Linked DNA regions of Capra hircus: region 2 is linked to region 1. Evidence: chromatin contacts called from public Hi-C data. All regions are on one chromosome and are shown on one strand. The core of a region is the stretch at or near the end of the contact, and the rest is flanking DNA. Distances in the headings are between cores, read along the strand shown.

Evidence for each region. A called contact is a pair of places that touch in the nucleus more often than the background predicts.
Region 2: a Hi-C map of blood shows a contact between it and region 1, with 2.5 times the contacts expected there. The contact joins two enhancer-like sites. A contact is called at or near these places in 2 of 5 Hi-C or Micro-C datasets (both in blood).

Annotation. Positions count from the first base shown.
Region 1 is chr3:17,448,061-17,452,860 of ARS1.2, reverse strand. It overlaps SLC2A1 (solute carrier family 2 member 1), which reads left to right. Exons shown (of 10, transcript NM_001314223.1): 3 at 2,716-2,876; 4 at 3,026-3,266; 5 at 4,270-4,432; 6 at 4,519-4,706. Among named protein-coding and RNA genes, the nearest start is that of SLC2A1, 22 kb to the left of the region's middle. Within about 2 kb of position 1,885, at least 5 of the 5 cell types and tissues checked have an H3K27ac peak or open chromatin away from gene starts, as enhancers often do.
Region 2 is chr3:17,573,926-17,578,725 of ARS1.2, reverse strand. No RefSeq gene overlaps it. Among named protein-coding and RNA genes, the nearest start is that of SLC2A1, 100 kb to the right of the region's middle. Within about 2 kb of position 2,530, at least 1 of the 5 cell types and tissues checked has an H3K27ac peak or open chromatin away from gene starts, as enhancers often do.

The sequences.
Region 1 (4,800 bases), core at 636-3,135:
AGGGATCCTCTGCCTTTCCTGAGCCAAGGGTCAGCCTCACCCCCGACACAGGGCATGGACCCCCAGCAGGGGAGGAAGAGAGCCTACACACCACTTGCAGGAAAGGGAATCCTCACTTGGCTTCTTCCCACAAATCTCAAGCACCGGGTCCAGAGGCAAAAACCTGCCAGGCAGCCTCCACTCGGCCAAGAGGCGCTGCTGGGGGTGAAGAGGATGAACCTGGACCCAGGGTGGAGGGGGCTGGCTGCTCAGCCTCCCTCAACCCCATACAGTGGTCAAAGCAGCAAGGGGCTCAAGAACCAAGGAAGAGCAAGCCAGGACAGGGCTTGGTCCCTCTGACTTGTCACCACGTTCGAGAGATGTAACTGGGGAGACTCTGGCGACACCTCACTTACACATGGGTCCTCAACATCTCCAGCCAAACCCCAAGAAGGTTAAAGACCTCAGCCTCATGCCCTTAAACCCATTTAGGTAGTAAGCACTCAGTACTCAAATACTATACATATTCACTCTTTACGCACAATTCAAATGAGCTTCATTAACTGGCTTGGCAGATTTTAAGACAGATGTGTGGAGAGCTCTGTGAGACAAACATCTGAACCACAGAGGTTGGGGGTAAACTACAGAGTGCAAAAATTAAATGCCCCCTGGAGCAAACATCTCACCTTGGCCCTGCAGAGCCGCAGGTCAGGAGTGCCCTTGAGCCCTGCTTGTACGTCCCTCAGGGCAGCAGAGGGTAAGGGATAGGAGGGAGAAAGATTTCCACCCAGACAGTGGGCCCCCCCCCAAGGGGTGAGGGTCACTTATCTGGGCAGTTCCCTTATCCAGGACAGCTCGCTCTCTGCAGAGCCTGATAAATGGAGCGTTGCTGTGCCCAGCAGTCCTCCTCTGGGGTTGGCTTTGTCCCTTGAAGAACACAAGCACTTTGTGTGTGTTTGGTTGAAATCTGCTTTCTGTGCCCCTGGTGGAAGTAAGGGCTTCTAGCAGGAGAGCCTGAGCCCTTTCATGGCTTCCTTCATCCTGCGTGAGCCCTGGGACAGGCCCTGGGGAGAATCCACTGGGGTCCCCACCCTCAGGGAGGACGGACTCGTGCAACCCTCTGAGCTGGATTTCAAAAGGTTTCCGCGTGGTGAGGCAGGGCAGGTGCTCAGGGGGAGTAACCGCGGAAGGTGGGGAAACAGCGCATAGGCCAAAGGCAGAGCCACCACCAGGAGCCGTGAGTCTGACCCATGGGCAGGCTCCGTCAGCCTGTCAGTGGCCTGCGCTGCCCTTGAGTCAGAACCGAAACGTGGCGGGCTCCTCGGCTCTGCGGTGGTCCCAAGCACGGTGAGAGCACTGCAAGTGTGTTTCATTCATTCCCCACAGCACTATGAAGTGGGTATTGCTAATGTCATCATTCGAGGTACAGACACTTGCCCTGGAGATGAGGGGTAGAGCTGAGTCTGAACTTGGTTGAGTCCAGCTTCCCTGGACAGACAAATAGATCACTGAGTGGGCATTCCTGGGACCGTGGGGCTTGGGAATGTTAGGGACAGTCAAAGAGCAGTGTCGACGGGAATCGTACTGTGTGAGAGACTGCATACTGCCCAGTGTACCCGACCTTGAGGTGGGAAGGGGTGCGCCTGGCATGGGCTGGTGTGGAGTTGAGTTTGAGCTGCAGGTGGTGAGGGCCGCAGGGGTATGCAGGTTTGTGACTTGCTGAAGCCAGGAATACTCAGATCATGTGAGCACGAGTGTGTGTGTGTGTGTGTGTGTGTGTGTGTGTGTGTGTGTGTGATGGCACTGGTACACAGGAAGTTGTTTCTGGGTACACTGGGCCTGTGCCCAGCTCCACACGTGGCTGGGCGGGTCTGGCCCGTCTTGAGGCACTGGGCACGTATCTGCGTCAGCTGAGAGTAGAGTGAGTGAGCGCAGGCGGAACCGGTGCTGCCCGCCTGCCATATCCTGGGCCTGAGCGGCCAGGCCCTCCCCTTGGTGGCGGCAGGGCCAGCGGGCGGGCCTGCTCTAGGACAGGTGTCTCCAGTTCCTGGAGCTGCTTCCTTGTTTGTAGCTTTTCCCCGAACCTCCCAGCTGCTCAGCTGGGAGAGGACGAGGCCGTGGGTCCTTCGGGGGGGATCTCCCAGGCCAGCCAGGAGGGGCTGGGCCTGGTGGATAGAAAGCAGCAGCTGGGTGTCACGAGCATTTGGGTGCAAGGTGCTCACACCAGGCCCTAGGTGCAAAGTGAGCCTGCTCTTCCCTTCCTCCCAGGGCCTCTGTTCAGCTGTATTTCCTCCCCAGGAAGGGGGGTTGGGGAGAGAGCCAGAGTGGCCAGTGGCCTTTGGCACCTTGAAGGAAAAGGGGGCATGCAGGCAGAAGCGCTGTCTCTGAGCCCCTCTGCACTGCCTGAACTCCCAGTGCTGGTCACCTGCCATCGTCCCCAGAAAGTCCTGTTGAGCACCGGAAACCACAGGGCCCTGGAACCTGCACCTGGGGGAGGTGTGAGAGCTGGCACCACTCTCCCTGGCAGGCAGAGTCCAGCCCCTTGTTTCTCATGAGGAGGTGGGGGTGGGGGGACCGAAGCCCACAGAAGGGGAGGGACCAGGGGCTGGGCCTGGTGCTGGGGCCCTGGGCCCCTTCCAGCATCCTGGGGTAAAATGGTCCTCTTTGAGGAGGCGTGTGAGAGAAGAGGACGCCTGGGTCCTGGCCTCACCCACCAGGCTGCTGCTTCTCCTGCAGGTGATTGAAGAGTTCTACAACCAGACGTGGATGCAGCGCTATGGGGAGCCCATCCCGCCCGCCACACTGACCACACTCTGGTCCCTGTCCGTGGCCATCTTCTCGGTGGGAGGCATGATTGGTTCCTTCTCCGTGGGCCTTTTTGTTAACCGTTTCGGCCGGTGAGCAGAAGGGGTTCTGGCCCTGCCCATGGAGTCCCAGCTTGGAGTTGGGGTGAGGGGGCCCTCCCTGCCTGTCCTAGGGAATTATCTACGACCCAGCCCCTGGGGTTTCCAGGGACCTGCCTGACCTGTGACCTCCTCCACTCCAGGCGAAATTCAATGCTGATGATGAACCTACTGGCCTTCGTGTCTGCTGTGCTCATGGGCTTCTCAAAACTGGGCAAGTCCTTTGAGATGCTGATCCTGGGTCGCTTCATCATCGGTGTGTACTGCGGCCTGACCACTGGCTTTGTGCCCATGTATGTGGGGGAGGTGTCCCCCACGGAGCTTCGGGGGGCCCTGGGCACCCTGCACCAGCTAGGCATCGTCGTCGGCATCCTCATCGCCCAGGTAAGCACCCACCCATGGCTCCGTCCCCTGGGTGTGTGTACAGATTCGACTCCTAGCCCAGCCTTCCGCAGCCCTGCAGAGCACAGCCTCGTGGACACATCCGAGGCACAGGTCCCAAGAACACACCACGTTCATCACTCTCCCCGCTTCCCCATTCCTGGTGGGAGAGCAAGGCCAGTTGCCTTGGCCCTTCTCATCCCCGCCCAGGCAGCCTTGCATCCTTTCTTCTCACCCTGGGGACCCAAGCACAGGGCAGCCCACTGGTTTCTCAACATGCCATCTCTCTCACACCTCCGGGCCCTGATACCTGTATATATGTACGCACTCCCCTCTCAGGGCTCTCCCTTCTCCATCCCCAAACCATCTTGTGGCAGAGTAGCAGTCCCCCTGCCCCCTGCCAGACACATTTGCCATCCTGCTATCTTATCCCACCGGGCCCCACCCCCACCCCCACCCCCACCCCCACCCCCAATGCTGTTAAGCAGGTCCTGCTTCCCCCTTGTCACAGATGAGGAAACCAAGGTTCAGAGATGTTAAGTGAAAGTGAAAGTCACTCAGTTGGGTCCGACTCCTTGCGACCCCATGGTCTATGCAGTCCATGAAATTCTCCAGGCCCAAATACTGGAGTGGGTAGCCTTTCCCTTCTCCTGGGGATCTTCCCAACCCAGGGATCAAACCCAGGTCTTCTGCATTGCAGGCAGATTCTTTACCAGCTGAGCCACAAGGGAAGCCCAAGAATACTGGAGTGGGTAGCCTATCCCTTCTCCAGCAGATCTTCCCGACCCAGGAGTCGAACCGGGGTCTCCTGCATTGCAGGTGGATTCTTTACCAACTGAGCTATGAGGGAATCCCCTCAGAGAGGTTAAGCCTCACATTAGTTGCACAGCTAGACTCAGAACTAGAGCCCTCTCTCTAAAGCAGGGAAAGGCCCCTGGGCGAGCGGAGCAGGAGCGAGCCCTGAGCCGATCCCTCACAGCCGCTGCTCCGGCCCTGCCTCCCCCAGGTGTTCGGCCTGGACTCCATCATGGGCAACCAGGAACTGTGGCCCCTGCTGCTGAGCGTCATCTTCATCCCGGCCCTGTTGCAGTGCGTCCTGCTGCCCTTCTGCCCCGAGAGCCCCCGCTTCCTGCTCATTAACCGCAACGAGGAGAACCGGGCCAAGAGCGGTACGGTGGGCCCTGCCCCTCCCCGCCCCCGGCCCCGGCCTCCTCCCCGCGCTGAGCCGCCCCCGCCTTCCCTCCGGCCCCCTCAGTGCTGAAGAAGCTGCGTGGGACCGCAGACGTGACCCGCGACCTGCAGGAGATGAAGGAGGAGAGCCGGCAGATGATGCGAGAGAAGAAGGTCACCATCCTGGAGCTGTTCCGCTCGGCCGCCTACCGCCAGCCCATCCTCATTGCCGTGGTGCTGCAGCTGTCCCAGCAGCTGTCCGGCATCAACGCTGTGAGTGCCCCGTACCCATCCTCTCCTGTGCCCCCCGCCAATCCCTGGAGCCCGAGGCGTGCTGTGGACAGATCCCACACCTGAAACAGCAGAC
Region 2 (4,800 bases), core at 1,281-3,780, 130 kb before region 1:
CTGGTAGACTACAGTCCATGGGGTCGCAAAGAGTCAGACATGACTGAGCGACTTCACTTTCTTTTCATATACTAAGTCAGAGAAAAGCAGAGCCAATTAACTTGGCCCAGAGGCAAAAGAGTGAGTATGCGCCTCTGCCTTTGCATGAGTGCATGTCTGTATTCAGTCCATTCTATGACTGGGAACTACATTTCCTGGAATCCCCTTTCCTATATGGTTCCAAGTTAGAATTTGCCAAATAAGAGAATTCACACAAGATTTGGAAGGTACAGGCAAAGTAGAAACCGTTATTCCCTAGTGATTGCAGCCAAACACATGGCTAGAAAAGAATGTCACAGAAGCTTCACATAAACTCTTGAGAACTGCCCCCTGTGCCACTTAGACTGAGAGGACTGGAGCTTCCCCGAGGCTTCTGGGACTGGCAGCAGTTTCCAGGCAGGCTTTGGAGAGCCATGCACTGCTTGAAGAAGAGATCTCGTGTGTGAGCTTCTCTGACCTTCAGCAACAGTTGCCTTGATTTCCACTCCCCCAGCTTGACTGGCTCTTTCCACAGTTGGGTAAGCTCCTAATTCTGTATTGAAGCTTTTATTCCCAGAATACATCGAATTGCTTCTATCTTCCTAACTAAGCTCTGAAAGTCTTCAATTCTGCAAATAGTTCTGGAATTTGTTTTCCAATCTGTTTGGATGCAAAAGTAGTAATGACCTCATTGATATTGGAAAAGGGGACACTACTAGCAGTCCTTGGCATGCAGTTACTTAAATGATCACCTGTAAGGTATTCAGGTTTTTACATCAAGTATGATATTAACTGTGGGGACGTTTTTGTAGCCGGCCCTTGTCTGATTAAGGAAAGTGAAGTGAAAGTGAAATCGCTCAGTTGTATCCGACTCTTTGCGACCCCGTGGACTGTAGCCCACCAGGTTCCTCCGTCCATGGGATTCTCCAGGCAAGAATACTGGAGTGGGGTGCCATTTCCTTCTCCAGGGAAATCTTCCCAACACAGGGATCAAATCCTGGTCTCCCACACTGCGGGCAGATGCTTTAACCTCTGAGCCACCAGGGAAGTCCCTGACAATTTCTGGCTTTTTGAGTGATTTTGTCATGAAAAGATATAAGGTTTTGAACTGTGCTTTTTTTTTTTTTTCTCCTGTTTCTATTTAGATGATTAGGTACTATTTGTCCGTTATTCTGCTAATGTGTACTACATAAATTTCGGGGTATTAAACCCACTCTCCATCCTTGGGATAAACTTCACTTGGCCGTGTTGTATAAGCCTTTTTAAATGTAGCCGAATACCATTTGGTAGTATTCTGTTAAGGACTTTTTACATTTATATTCATTAAGGATATTGTCCTAAGGTTTTCTGTGTTTATGATGTCTTCTGTGTGGCTCTGGTATAAGAGTAACACTGCCTCATAGAATGAAGTAGAAAGTGTCCCATCCTCTCTTATTTTTTGAGAGATTTTGTGAAAAAATGGTAAATATTCTCCATTAAACAATAGAATTTACCAGTGGGAAAAAAAATCACCTGTAATTGGCTAAAGTCAATGGCCTATAGAAGTCAAAGCCTGGAAGACCGAGTAGTTATAGTAATAGGATGTTCTGGAATGCTCCCTCCAAGGTGAAGCATAGTGATCGCATTAGGCACCTTCAGTCACAAAGAAAGAAGCACATCTTTGCATTGGGCAGGCAACTGGACAGGCTGGTTAGCCCACAAGGCTGCCACAGGGAGGCAGTGTGGTATCTCACAAAGTTCTTAGGCTTCAGACAAGTCCAAGCGGATCCTGAGCCTATCTCCTCATATGTAAAATGATCATAAAAAGCTTCTTCATAAGGTTATGGTGACTATACAATGAGCTAACATGTGAGAAAGCCCTTTCAAGCACACATCCTTGGGTGTGGCGCCCGTGCAATCTGATGCCAGTCCAATGACAAAACTTTCATCGACAGAATAAAAACAGCCCCACAAGGATGGCAACAATTCTAGTTGTTTCTAGTGTGTGTAGATACAGAAGCGCCTGCTGCTGTTGCTAAGTCGCTTCAGTCGTGTCCGACTCTGTGCGACCCATAGACGTGCCTATGAAACACTAATGCAGAGTTTAAAGAAGAATGCAACACCCTCCTAACTAGCACTCAAGCCAGAAACAGAATGTGGCCACTTACCTGCAAGATGACACCAGATGAGAGGCAGATGCAGGCAGAAATCAACGAAGCTTCTACCCAGAGCCCTCAGTGGAATAGCCTCGCATGCGGTGAGATTGAGTGTGCACTAACTTTCCCTGAACCTCTAAACTCTGAAAGGACGAGTTGGGGTTGTTCCAAGCTCATCCCACCCCACTTCTGAGACAGGCAAGTTGTCAACGCTCCTCCTTGTCGGGACAAGTCACATTGAGAACACCAGAGGGCAGCCACTCCCCACAGATGGTGGTGCCTGGGGAAAACAACAGCAGAAACAAGGGTGCAATGGGCCACAGTCTCCCAGAGCCCTTCCGGTCCTCCTCCTGCTCAGGCCTGTGCCACACAGCAGAATGGTGCAGTGTAAAGACCCATGGTGTTGGTAACTGGGAGACCTGGGCTTGAATCCAACTTTGCCACTTCCTATCTGTGACCTTGAACAAGTGACCTTACCTCTCCAAATCAATTTCCTCACCTAGAAAAACAGGGCACAAAATAAGAACCTGCTTCATAGGGTTACTCTATGACAAGTGAGATGGATGGGTCCAAATACTGTCCAAAACAGTCATTGCTCTTGGGCATCATAACTGTTCATCTACCTACATTCTCACCAGAGTCCTGGCATGCAGAGTGGATAAATGTGATTCTCATTTTTCAGATAAAGAAATTGAGACTTAAAGGAACTATCTGACCTGCAGGATAATGATGGCCAGAGTCACTTGATTTTTCTCAGCCTCTGTTTCTACCATTTCACAGTGATGGCAGCTGGCCTGAAGAGTTCAGTTCAGTTCAGTCACGCAGCCATGTCCGACTCTTTGCGATCCCATGGACTGCAGCACACCAGGCTTCCTTGTCCATCACCAACTCCCAGAGCTTACTCAAACTCATGTCCATCGAGTCGGTGATGCCACCCAACCATCTCATCCTCTGTCATCCCCTTCTCCTGCCTTCGATCTTTCCCAGCATCAGGGTCTTTTCAAATGAGTTAGTTCTTCCCATCAGGTGGCCAAAGTATTGGAGTTTCAGCATCAGTCCTTCCAATGAATAGTCAGGACTGCTCTTCTTAATGATGGACTGGTTGGATCTCCTTGCAGTCCAAGAGACTCTCAAGAGTTTTCTCCAATACCACAGTTCAAAAGCATCAATTCTTTGGCGCTCACCCTTCTTTATAGTCCAACTCTCACATCCATACATGACTACTGGAAAAGCCATAGCTTTGACTAGATGGACCTCTGTTGGCAAAGTAATGTCTCTGCTTTTTAATATGCTGCCTAAGTTGGTCATAGCTTTTCTTCCCAGGACCAAGCGTCTTTTAATTTCAAGGCTGCAGTCACCATCTGTAGTGACTTTGGAGCCCAAATAAATAAAATCTGTCACTGTTTCGTTTCCCCATCTATTTGCCATGAAGTGATGGCACCAGATGCCATGATCTTTTGTTTTCTGAATGTTGAGTTTTAAGCCAACTTTTTCACTCTCCTCTTTCACTTTCATCAAGAGGCTTTTTAGTTCTTCTTTGCTTTCTGCCATAAAGGTGGTGTCATCTCCATATCTGAGGTTATTGATATTTCTCCCAGCAATCTTGATTCCATCTTGTGCTTCATCCATCCCGGCATTTCACATGATGTACTCCAATTTAAGTTAAACAAGCAGGATGACAATATACAGCCTTGGTGTACTCCTATCCTAATTTGGAACCAGTCTGTTGTTCCATGTCCAGTTCTAACTGTTGCTTCTTGAACTGCATACAGGTTTCTCAAGAGACAGGTAAGGTGGTCTGTTATTCCCATCTCTTTAAGAATTTTCCACAGTTTGTTGTGATCCACACAATCAAAGGCTTTGGAGTAGTCAATAAAGCAGAAGTAGATGTTTTTCTGAAACTTTCTTGCTTTTTCTGAGATCCAATAGATATTGGCAATTTGATCTCTGATTCCTCTGCCTTTTCTAAGTCCAGCTTGAACATCTGGAAGTCCATGATTCATGTACTGTTGAAGCCTGGCTTAGAGGATTTTGAGCATTTCTTTGCTAGCATGTGAGATGAGTGCAATTGTGTGGTAGTTTGAACATTCTTTGGCATTGCCTTTCTTTGGGATTGAATTGAAAACTGACCTTTTCCAGTCCTGTGGCCGCTGCTGAGTTTTCAAAATGTGCTGGCATATTGAGTGCAGCACTTTCACAGCATCATCTTTTAGGATTTGAAGTAGCTCAACTGGAATCCCATCACCTCCACTAGCTTTATTCATAGGGATGCTTCCTAAGGCCCACTTGACTTCAAGATTCCAGGATGTCTGGCTCTAGGTGAGTGATCACACCATCTTGGTTATCTGGGTCATGAAGATCTTTTTTGTATAGCTCTTCTGTGGATTCTTGCCACCTCTTCTTAATATCTTCTGCTTCTGTTAGGTCCATACCATTTCTGTCCTTTATTGTGTCCATCTTTGCATGAAATATTCCCTTGGTATCTCTGATTTTCTTGAAGAGATCTCTAGTCTTTCCCATTCTGTTGTTTTCCTCTATTTCTTTGCATTGATCACTGAAGAAGGCTTTCTTATCTTTCCTTGCTATTTATTCTTCGGAATTCTGAGTTCAAATGGGTATATCTTTCCTCTTCCCCTTTGCCTTTAGC